Regions from separate parts of the Sus scrofa genome. Here region 1 is linked to region 2. The links are chromatin contacts, called in public promoter capture Hi-C maps. All regions are on one chromosome and are shown on one strand. Each heading gives the region's core, a stretch centred on a gene start, on an enhancer-like site or on the middle of the called end of the contact. The rest is flanking DNA. Distances are from core to core; before and after follow the strand shown. Region 1 overlaps LOC102161380 (a long non-coding RNA gene). Region 2 overlaps ABCD3 (ATP binding cassette subfamily D member 3).

The links. Promoter capture Hi-C pulls out the DNA fragments that hold promoters and counts their contacts.
Region 1: a contact with region 2 is called in a promoter capture Hi-C map of liver, with 2.1 times the contacts expected there. The contact joins two enhancer-like sites. A contact is called at or near these places in 1 of 5 promoter capture datasets (liver) and 1 of 47 Hi-C or Micro-C datasets (liver).

Annotation. Positions count from the first base shown.
Region 1 is chr4:123,071,133-123,076,329 of Sscrofa11.1, reverse strand. It overlaps LOC102161380 (a long non-coding RNA gene), which reads left to right. Exons shown (of 4, transcript XR_303244.3): 2 at 1,427-1,496. Among named protein-coding and RNA genes, the nearest start is that of ARHGAP29, 8.4 kb to the left of the region's middle. Within about 2 kb of position 1,854, at least 43 of the 83 cell types and tissues checked have an H3K27ac peak or open chromatin away from gene starts, as enhancers often do. A contact at or near this core is called in liver, where this site is marked.
Region 2 is chr4:122,886,990-122,891,943 of Sscrofa11.1, reverse strand. All of the region lies in intron 4 of ABCD3 (ATP binding cassette subfamily D member 3), which reads left to right. Among named protein-coding and RNA genes, the nearest start is that of ABCD3, 40 kb to the left of the region's middle. Within about 2 kb of position 3,328, at least 7 of the 83 cell types and tissues checked have an H3K27ac peak or open chromatin away from gene starts, as enhancers often do. A contact at or near this core is called in liver, where this site is marked.

The DNA.
Region 1 (5,197 bases), core at 605-3,104, 190 kb before region 2:
TTATGGTGATTACATGAGTGTATACAATTGTCAAAACCCACTCATAGTGTATAAAAATCTGTTATCATTTTAGTGCTCAATAATTATTAAATTAAAAGCAAAACCGTAGGAGGTTCTGTTTGAATAAACTCTCAAATTCAACTTTATTCCTCCTTTAATACTTCTTGAAATATTTTCCATCTTCTTCAGAAAGGAAGGCTATGATATTTGAAAACTTTCTCAGTGACAAATACTGAAGCATTTTCTAAGAAAAGGAAAAAATCTTATCCTAGGGAGGCAGTATCAAGTGGCTTTTTTGCTTAGAATAGTGATAAAGACAAAGGGCAAACCCTCCACAAAAATCCTCATCATATCAAAATGTGTTTCTAACCTTTCTTTGCCTTACACATGAATGTGTCTTTCTGTTTGTGGGCCATCAGAATGGAGGTACGGTGGACAATTAAAAACAAAATAGCCTTCAAAGCAGAATCATGGAAGCTGATCAGTGACATCCTTCTATGCATTAGAGATAACCAGCAATTCTGCCTAGGACCCTTCTGCCTTCTGTGCAGAATCATTCTCATCATTTAATCATTTAATCATTCTCTTAATTAACTTCAATTTCACACAAAACATTACTTCATCCAAGAAGCCTTTTTTACATTCCCTCCATTTAAAATAAATGATTCCTTTACCCTCCCTAGGACATTCAACATGTCTTAGGTAACTCAAGATATTACGCCTCAGGCACTACTTATTCAGAATGGTCAACTTCTACCCAGTAGACTGAAAGGTTCCACAAAACCTCGTCCAACATAGAGTGGGATCACACTAAATTTTCTGAGCAAATGCTGAATGAACCACCAATGGTACAGGAAAGAAAATCTCTCCAGGGTACCTTCTGGACATGAGCTTTGTTTAACATAATACTAACCACTGGAACCAACAGCAGTGGTCATAGAAATCCACATTCCTAGGTCAAGGGCTTTTACAGCTGGGAAGTGAAGGCCTGATAATTTAGGTGGATGTTCTATTTTAGGGAGGTGGGCAGAGCAGGAATAACCAGCTACTATAGATTTGCTGAACAGTGCTTTCTTCATTGCAGCCAGAGTTTTATTTCCTGCCAAATATGAGGACTGAAACATTTTCTACCCAGGCCTATCTTACCTCCCTTCAAATTCACTCTTAAAGCTTTTCTCAGAATTAAGAGGAAAAAAAAGCTAGTTGTACCGTAAAGCTACTGAAGCTTAAGCGTGCGGGTTCCCTCACTCAGTTCCTACAATCAGGAAGCGTTTCGAAGTATGCATTCCTGGCAAACTGCCTAAAGAAATCTCTGAGCAAAGGGATTTAAATCTCCAAAACTCACAATTTGTTGTGATTTCTTTACTCGGTCTAAAATATTCACTTCCATATTTAATTATGAATTCTTTTTTTTTTTTTTGAACAGGAAACTGTCCCTCAAACTGGAGGAGGAGGGGGCGAAGCTAATTCCCAAAAAAAGAAGAGGAAAGAAAAAGGTAAATGTGGAACAAAAAGTTCTTTGGTAGCCTCCACCTCGGTCTTGGAACTTTCACCTCCTAAGGATAGAGGATGTCAAAGATCCAAAAAGACAAAACAAAAACAGAACCAACCAAACCAACCGGGGGGGTTGGGGGGGCGGGATGGTAAACAAACCTGACCCTCGTCTCTAAAGAGGGGAGGTGACGAAAAAGCAGTGAGACAGACCCCAGACATGTCAGCGGGCCTCAAAGACAAGGAAAGCCCCTGGCTACTTGTTCTGGCCAAAGGAAGGCCGGACCTCTCCAGCCGAGGTTGGATCGTGGGGACCTGGGACAGCCTGGGAAACAAACAGGGATATGCTACCTGCGTAGTAGCTGCAACCCCCCGCCTGCCAATTTCTATTCTGCAAAGCACAGGGCTTGCCCTGGGACCTGGCGGGAGTGTGTGTGTGTACTCTCCAAAAATTAATTAATTAATAGCCGGGCCTAGGCGAGGCGAACTGTGATAAGCTCGATAGGGAAAGCGAGATGCCTGTTATTTCACCTCGGCCCTTGGATTTGTCAGACTGAAACTTCGGAAAAAGGCACCAAACTTCCAAAGAGATCCCAAGTAAGGAAGGTGAACAGAAATACCCGGTGAAAGAAACCCCGCCGAGGGGGCGGGGGGAGGAAAGAAGCCCCTGAAGTCCCCTTGCAGGCGGGTGAGGGCGTGTGGTTAGAAAAGACACAGAGGGGCTGCGGGACGCTCGGGGGATCTGGAAAGGGAGGAAGGTCCGCCCCGCGAGCCTCTCCCGGGCGTAGGGGCGCCCAAAGGGGTCCGCGGGTCCCTGCAACGCCCGCTCCTGCACTCCCGGCTCCTCGGTTCTTGCGGCGTCCCGCGGGCGCCTTGCCGCGTTGGAGCAGGCGTCCCGGCAACATCAACCCGGACCGCCGCCGCCGGTCACCCGTGCAGCCCGCAGTCGCCTCCGCTCCGGGCCGCCGTCTGGCCGCCCGGACACTCGACGGCAACTCGCCGGTGGCCGCTGCGGGTGACCCCAGCCCCCGGCCCCGGCCGCCACGGCCGGACCGAGCGCCGCCGCCCCACACTCACCGCGGCGCTCCATCCCGCGTCCCGGGCGCCGACGCCCGCCCGACACTCACGGCCGCCGCCACCGCCGCCGCCGGCTGGAGCTCGTCGCCCCCATCCCCCACGGCCCGCGGACGCCCGGCCGAGCCGCAGCCGCCGCCGCCGCCCCTGCCGCCACCGCCACGACCGCGCCGGCCCCCGCCGCCCCGCCCCCGGCCTCGCGCCTCCCGCCGGGCCGCGGCCCGCCCCCCGCGGCCCAGCCCATTGGCCCGCGCGCGCAGGGGGCGGGGCTCGGCGGCGGCCGCAGGTGGGGGCGGCTGCGGGCTCCCGCGCTCGGGCGGAGGGCTGTCAGCTGAGCCCCAGCCCGCAGGCTGGCCGGCGCGCGGCCGGAGGTGTTTCCGCCCCGCGCGGCGTTTGGCAGCACGGGCGGAGCGAACCTCGGCGCTAAGTCACCTTTTGCACCCTCCAGTAGGAGGCAGGTCCTTGTTGTTTAAGTGGACGTTTCTCAGGTGGACACTGAATTCCTTCCAATCAGGAATTTGGTCTTCAACTTGTTTAGTCCTACCCCTTCCCGCACCTTAATTCTCCCTTTAGGGATAAAAATACATTTTCTGTGTAACTGTGAAAACTGCCACTCTTTTTTCTGTCTTCGAATGTCATTTTCAGAAAATTTAAAGTACTCAAAACAACTGTTATGGACAGATACTGGTTCGTGGGGGGATGCTCAATAAATACTAGTCGAATGCATGCTCCCCCTGACGCCGCTACTTGGTTCTTACCACTAAATGCTCCTTTACTAATAGGACTCATCAGCACTGTAGGAAAAGTGAACAACCAAAATTTAAACATTGATCTAGATTTGGATCACACATCATGATGAAAAATTGGTGTTTCATTGAGTAGTATATAGTAGTAACAATTAATGCTACCAAGATTACTCTTCCTGTCACCTTTGCTGAGACATACCAGGCACTCTGTGAATATTAGCTGAATAAGTAAGTAAAATTATGGAAAGGGAATCTGGAAAAGTTCTTCAGTTTCCTCCTCCTCTTAAATCTCTTAAAAAAATATATTAAATACCTGCCATATTCTCCACTACCCTTCATTAGTTGGAAATATATTTGAAAACATTCTCACAAAAAATGACTCATTTTTGTAATGAAATAAATACAAGTATTAATTGAGAAAGAATAAACATCAAAAATCTGTTATCTGGGACAGGTGGCTCAAGTATTTGGTAAAGAAAAGAAGGAATCCAAATCCTGTAGTAGGGTCCCAGCACTTGCCCTTCTAAGTCAACTTGATTTTTATCTATAAATATTTCTTTTTTTTCCTCCCCCTGTACAGCATGGGGATCAAGTTACACATACATGTATACATACTTTTCCCTCCCACTGTTCTGTTGGGATGTAAGTATCTAGACATGGTTCTCAATGCTACACAGCAGGATCTCATTGTAAATCCATTCCAAGAGCAACATCCGTTAACCCCAAGCTCCCGATCCCTCCCACTCCCGGGCAGCCACAAGTCTATTCTCCAAGTCCATGATTTTCTTTTCTGTGGAAATGTTCATTTGTGCTGTATATTAGATTCCAGTTATAAGTGATATCATATGGTATTTGTCTTTGTCTTTCTGACTTACTTCATTCAGTATGAGAGTCTCTAGTTCTATCCATGTCGCTGCAAATGGCATTATGTCATTCTTTTTTATGGCTGAGTAGTATTCCATTGTGTATACATACCACATCTTCCTAATCCAATCATCTGTCGAGGGACATTTGGGTATAAATGTTTCCTAAAGTGGCTCATGGTCACAGATTTGGAGGATGAAGAACTAGAGATAAACAAAAATAAGAAGCATAATTGGATGCTGGATTGATAATGAAACATACATGACAGATGGTATAGTATTGCTATTTTATAATTACAGCATTTATTAATAATACATAACTACTCTGCCTGTTGAAATGAGCATCATTCTTTTCATGATAGAATACAGCCTCTGCGCTAAAGCCTTCCTGTTCTTCTCTCTGAAAATCAGTCATCCTGTTTAACATTATAAGGTACATAGAACCCTATTCTTGTGGCACTTATGATTCTCGTGCTGTCTTTTATTTTATACAAATACCGGTGTTTATTTATATGAATTAGATTGTGGAGGTCTACAATGTTATGTTACCTAAGTCCATGTCCAGTACAGACAGGGCCCCTACTAAATATTTTCTGGAAGAATGTTGATGGAATAAACATCCAGGATGTACTTTTTATTCCTGGAGGCCCAGGAATAATAACTAGTGAAACTGAGTACAATGGGCATGAAAACCACATGCCTAGAGCAAAGATGGTCCCAGATACCCTGTGCCCAGAGATGAAGAGGCTGATAATGAAGGTGGATGTTCCGTGTGAGTGCTGGAGGTGGGCGCCCAGCCCTGAAGGGGAGTGCAGTGGACAGGTGCTCTCCTGGTCAGTCACGCTTCAAAGACGGCCTGTTCAGGAGAACACAACCTTATCCACCAGACCTACCCTATTTTTATTCCTTCCGCAAATATTTATTGAGTATCTCCATTGTGCCAGGCATCGTTCTAAGCACAGGGGTTATATCAATGAACTTTCAGTCTGCTCTCTGACTCTCTCCAACCATGGCTAAATGCCT
Region 2 (4,954 bases), core at 2,079-4,578:
TTTTTTCTTGGAATTTTGTTTCCTTGGGATGCAGCATTTATCAGAAAATTTAAAAAAAATACTTAATCTAATTTTTCAAATGACAATACTGAAATTTTTTAAATGCTCCCAAATTTTGAAAGTTTTTTTCTGATATCCTTGATTTGCAGCTTAGAGCACCTGTAGGAGAGGCAGGCTGCTTTACGCGCATGTTTCCTGCCTCTCCTCTGGGAGAAGGAAGGTTATCTGCAGAGGATTAAAACCCCAGCCACATGCCTCCCACTGAGTATGTGTGTAAATTGTATAGACTCTTATATTCAACTCAGGTCTCCCTGGCGCCTGTGGTCCGTCCCATTCTGTTTTATTTTAATCATGGTATATGAAGAGCTTAAGAAGTAAAACATGAACACAGTTCAATGTCAAACAGCCTTGCAGGACTTAATCACAAAAACAGTAGCTTGTGCCCCGTTCCCCATCCCCCCACCCATAACTGTCTTTCCTGGAGCCAGTTTTCTGCTCTTTTTAGTTTTGTGTCATATTTTTAATCTCTGCATTTCATCGTAACATACTGATGTTATTGTCTCTAGGTTTTTGTCTTAGGAGAGCACGCACTATTTATTTTTCTTTTGCAACATGAAAATTAGCTCTTTTACACTCCTACCCATGCCTGTGCTCATTCTTTCAATGTTATATAGCAGTTTTTTATTAAATCAGGATTTATTGTTTATATGATTTTGACTGTTGTTTACAGCTGAGCCACACGCTCTTCTTTGGTAGTTTCTTTTTTTTTTTTTTTTTTGGTCTTTCTGCCTTTTCTAGGGCCTTACCCTCGGCATATGGAGGTTCCCAGACTAGGGGTCTAATTGGAGCTATAGCCTATGCCACAGCCACAGCAACTTGGGATCCAAGCCACGCTGCGACCTACAACACAGCTCACGGCAACGCCAGATCCTTAACCCACTGAGCAAGGCCAGGGATCCAACCCACAACCTCTTGGTACCTAGTCGGATTCGTTAACTACTGAGCCATGACGGGAACTCCGGTAGTTTCTTTTATATACATCTTTTTGTTTTTCCCAGCATTATAAATTACAAGTTTTTGTGTGCTTTAATTTTTTGCCTGCCTCCTACTAATTCAGCTCAGGCTTATTGACAACACTATGAAATCTCCGTATTATAATATGTCAAACATGCAGGTAACTTATTTCTATCTTTATTACCACCCCGCCCCATACCACTTGTTGGTTTTTTGTCTTCCTGCTCTCATTAGGATTGATTGCACTTTAGCTCCACTAAATAGCAGTCATGTTTGAATTTACTTTTATCATCATCTTGGGATTTTTTTCCATCTTTCTCTCCTGCGTTACGTAACTCCTGCTTTTTGGATCTTTTGTTTTCTTCTTCCTCAGTTTACTTTTCTGTTTGGCAGGTGCAGTCTTTTTCTGAGAAAAGGGTACAAAGGAAGTAAAAATTTGAGAACTTGTACATCTGATAAAGTCCTGTACTCACTTGATTGGTAATTTAGCTGTATTTATGCACATTCCGAGTTGAACATCACTTTCTGTTAGAACTTGGGAAGCATCATCCTTGTCTTCTAAAGAGCTCAGGGGTTCTCAGCCTTGGCTGGAGGATCACTGGAACCATGTGGGGAATTTTGAGAATGCTTGGGCCCGCCCCCGAGAGAGTCTGGTTGAAGCCCCTCCCCTTGGCGATTCTAATGCTCGGCCAAGGTTAAAAACCATTGGTCTGGAGTTCCCGTCCTGGCTCAGTGGTTAATGAATCTGACTAGGAAGTACGAGGTTGCGGGTTCGATCCCTGGCCTCGATCAGTGGGATTGAGGATCCGGTGTTGCCAGGAGCTGTAGTCTAGGCCAGCAGCTACAGCTCTGATTAGACCCCTACCCTGGGAACCTCCAGGTGTTGCGGGTGAGGCCCTAGAAAAGGCAAAAATCAAACAACCCAGAAAAACCCCACTGTTCTGGCTTCTGCCTTGGGTGCTGAGGTACATTCCTGTGCTAATTGCCCTGCCTTAGCCACCATCTGTTTTTACCCACTCTGGAAGCTTTTGTTATTTCTCTATTATGTATTGATGGTGTTTAGGAATTTCATTGAATGTTGGTGTGAATTTTTTTTTTTTTTCATTTGTGGTGGTTGTACTAGGAACCAAGTTGGTTCTTTTCAATCTAGAAACTCTTCATTCTGAGAAAATTTTTTTGTGTTTTTCAAAAAGTTCTTCCTCTCTCTTTGTTTTTCCCTGCGCTTTTTCTGGAATCCTTACAGAGTGTTGGACTCTCTGGACTGATCGTCTGATTATCTTATGATTTCTCTGCCATTTTTGTCTCTGACATTTTATTCTATATTCTAGGAAAGTTCTTTTAACTTTATTATCCACGTTTTTGTTTGTTTTAATTTTATTTCCAAGAGCTGTCTTTTTTTTTTTGCATGAATGTGCATTTTTGTAGCAATCACTCTTTCAAGTCTGTGACTTTCACTGTCCTTTGTTGTTCTGATCTTCGTCACTCATGTTAGAACTTCCCTTAAGCAGTCGCTTGTGGCTATGTGTTGATATTTAACTTATCAGGAGACAGGTTGTGGGATTGTGGATTGTCTGGTTTCCCTGAAGGGTGTTGTCTGTTTGTCGGGGGAGTGTGGTCAGTTGTGTGTGTGTGTGTCCTCTGACAAATTCTGAGTTAAGCCTAAGTGTAATTAAAGTGTTTGCTCATTGCTCTTAGCACATCAGCTTTAGGAGGATCAGTTTTATGGCCAAGTTCTGGTTCTCTGAGCTTTGTGCATCAAGTCATTTGCATCATTTGTATAATTAGCATAGAGAAGCCGTTTATGTCCTTTGACATGGTTATAGAAGTTTGTTTTTTCCTTTGATGACTTATTATTTAAATGTCATATCTATTAATAGATATATGGGCTCCATACCTATAGCATTATTAATTATCTGTGACAAAAATAACAGGTTACATCTATTATGTAACATTATGTAACATTATATTAGATAACTGTATAGAATTAGTCACATAATACATACAAAGAACCCTGCACAGTCATGCTATAGGATAGAAGATTATTTTTTTTAAAGTTTCCACCTTTTATTCAGATTTTGCGATTTCATATTTTTGTAACCTAAAAGATTAGTTTTCTAAACTGGGATTTCCAATTTTAATTAAATAAAATGCTTATTTTAATTTTCTCAGACTGAATGCCCTGGAGAAAATGCATTACTTAGAGTAGGTGGTGTATTAATTTGATTAGTGATGATAGATAAGAGGAAAGTTACTACATAGCATTGAAACCAAAACACCTCTGACTCAACCCAGACTGGGCCTTGAGCCCACAGGTATTTAATTAGAATCACTCACTCAGTGTCTGGCCTTACTGAGGCTCAGGTTTTTGTGTCTCAGTGAGAGACAAAATGATGGGCAAGAAACAGATTAAGAGGACGCTTGTGAGAGATAGCAGTGGGCAGGCAAAGAAGCCCTGCCCTGAGCGGTTGGGTGGGCTGCATTTTTATAATCTAAGGAGAGTGGGGAGGGTGAAAAGCCCGCCTTCTTCCTTGTCCGTCAAGTAGAGGGCGGGCTTGCATCATTAGCTCCTCCTCCCTGTGGGCTCCGACTAGGCCCGGTGCTTATTCAGATCAGCAGAAGGTGGTCACAGGTGCTGAAGTATGTTGGATCATCTCGGGTTTCCTCCTTTGGCGTGTGTGTCCTCCATCCCTTAACTTCCTGTCCTCGGTCCTAAAGATCGTTATCTTGCCAAACTTGAATGCAGGCCACATTTACCTTTCACCTAGTGGCCTGAGGCATATCTCGTGCTTTTACCGTTAAGCAAGACCTCCCTCGTTCCATGACATTCTGATGGCTTTCTTGAGCGATTATTAACTTACAGTGGTCTCCCAAAGTTCCCTAGGTCTCCCTCTCTGTCTGTGGTCCCTCCCGGGACCTGTACACCTGCTGTGTAACTCTCCTACTCCAGCCCTATCAGCATGAGCCAACTTAGAATTCTATTAGAGTAATCAACTTGTTGGGTACTTGGTTTTTAAATTTAGTTATGAAAAAAATTGTTAAAATGTAGAAAAAAAATAAAAAACAAAAAACTGAAGCGTTTTTAAAAAACACACTATTTTGATATAATTTAAACTTGCAGAAAAGTTGTTAAGAGTAATACAAGGAACTTCCTAACACTCTTAACCCAAGTGCACTGATTATGAAAACAGGCATTTTAAAGTTAACTGTTAACTTTCTCCTAAATAAATATTTTAAAACATTAAAAGCTTCTGCTCTGAATGAGATCTTTGATATCTGGTCAAATTAAAAGTTTTAAAAAACTGTGAATTCATAATACAGAACAGTTTTATTTGAGAAATTAACACATTTTTCTAACATGCTGCTAAGGTACATTGTAGATTTATTTCTCTGTCTTTTCCATTTTGCCTCTTCCAAAGTATGTTTAGATTCATATACTTCTGCTAAAAGGGAGTCTCTTAATATGCTTCATTTTAGTATCCTTCACGTCCATCAGGCTTACTTGTTGGTACTGACTTAGGGCTTTGGAGGGGGCGGACTGTTCAAGGTGGAGGCTGGCAAGTCTGTGAGGTGGAGAGCAGTCATTCATTCTTGCTGCTGCTGTTAGGGGGACGTTTTCCTCTCCCCTTCTAGGTTCTTCCGGCTGGTCTAAGAATTCAGTTGACATGAGACAGATTAACATGAGAAAATCAAACAAAATTTTAATAACATGTATACATGGGAGAGACCAGGAGAGCTTAGTAAGTCACCAAAATGGCCAAAGCCTTCACTTTAAACACCATCCTCAGCTAAAGACAAAGAGCATGTTGGGTAGAGGTTTAGGACTTCACGGGGGAGGGAGGTGATTCACATGGAGATGGAAAAGCAGATGTTTGGGAAACAAATATTGGCTGGGCCCGTGGAGACCACAGGACACAGAGTGGACTCTGATCTCTGGGTCCTG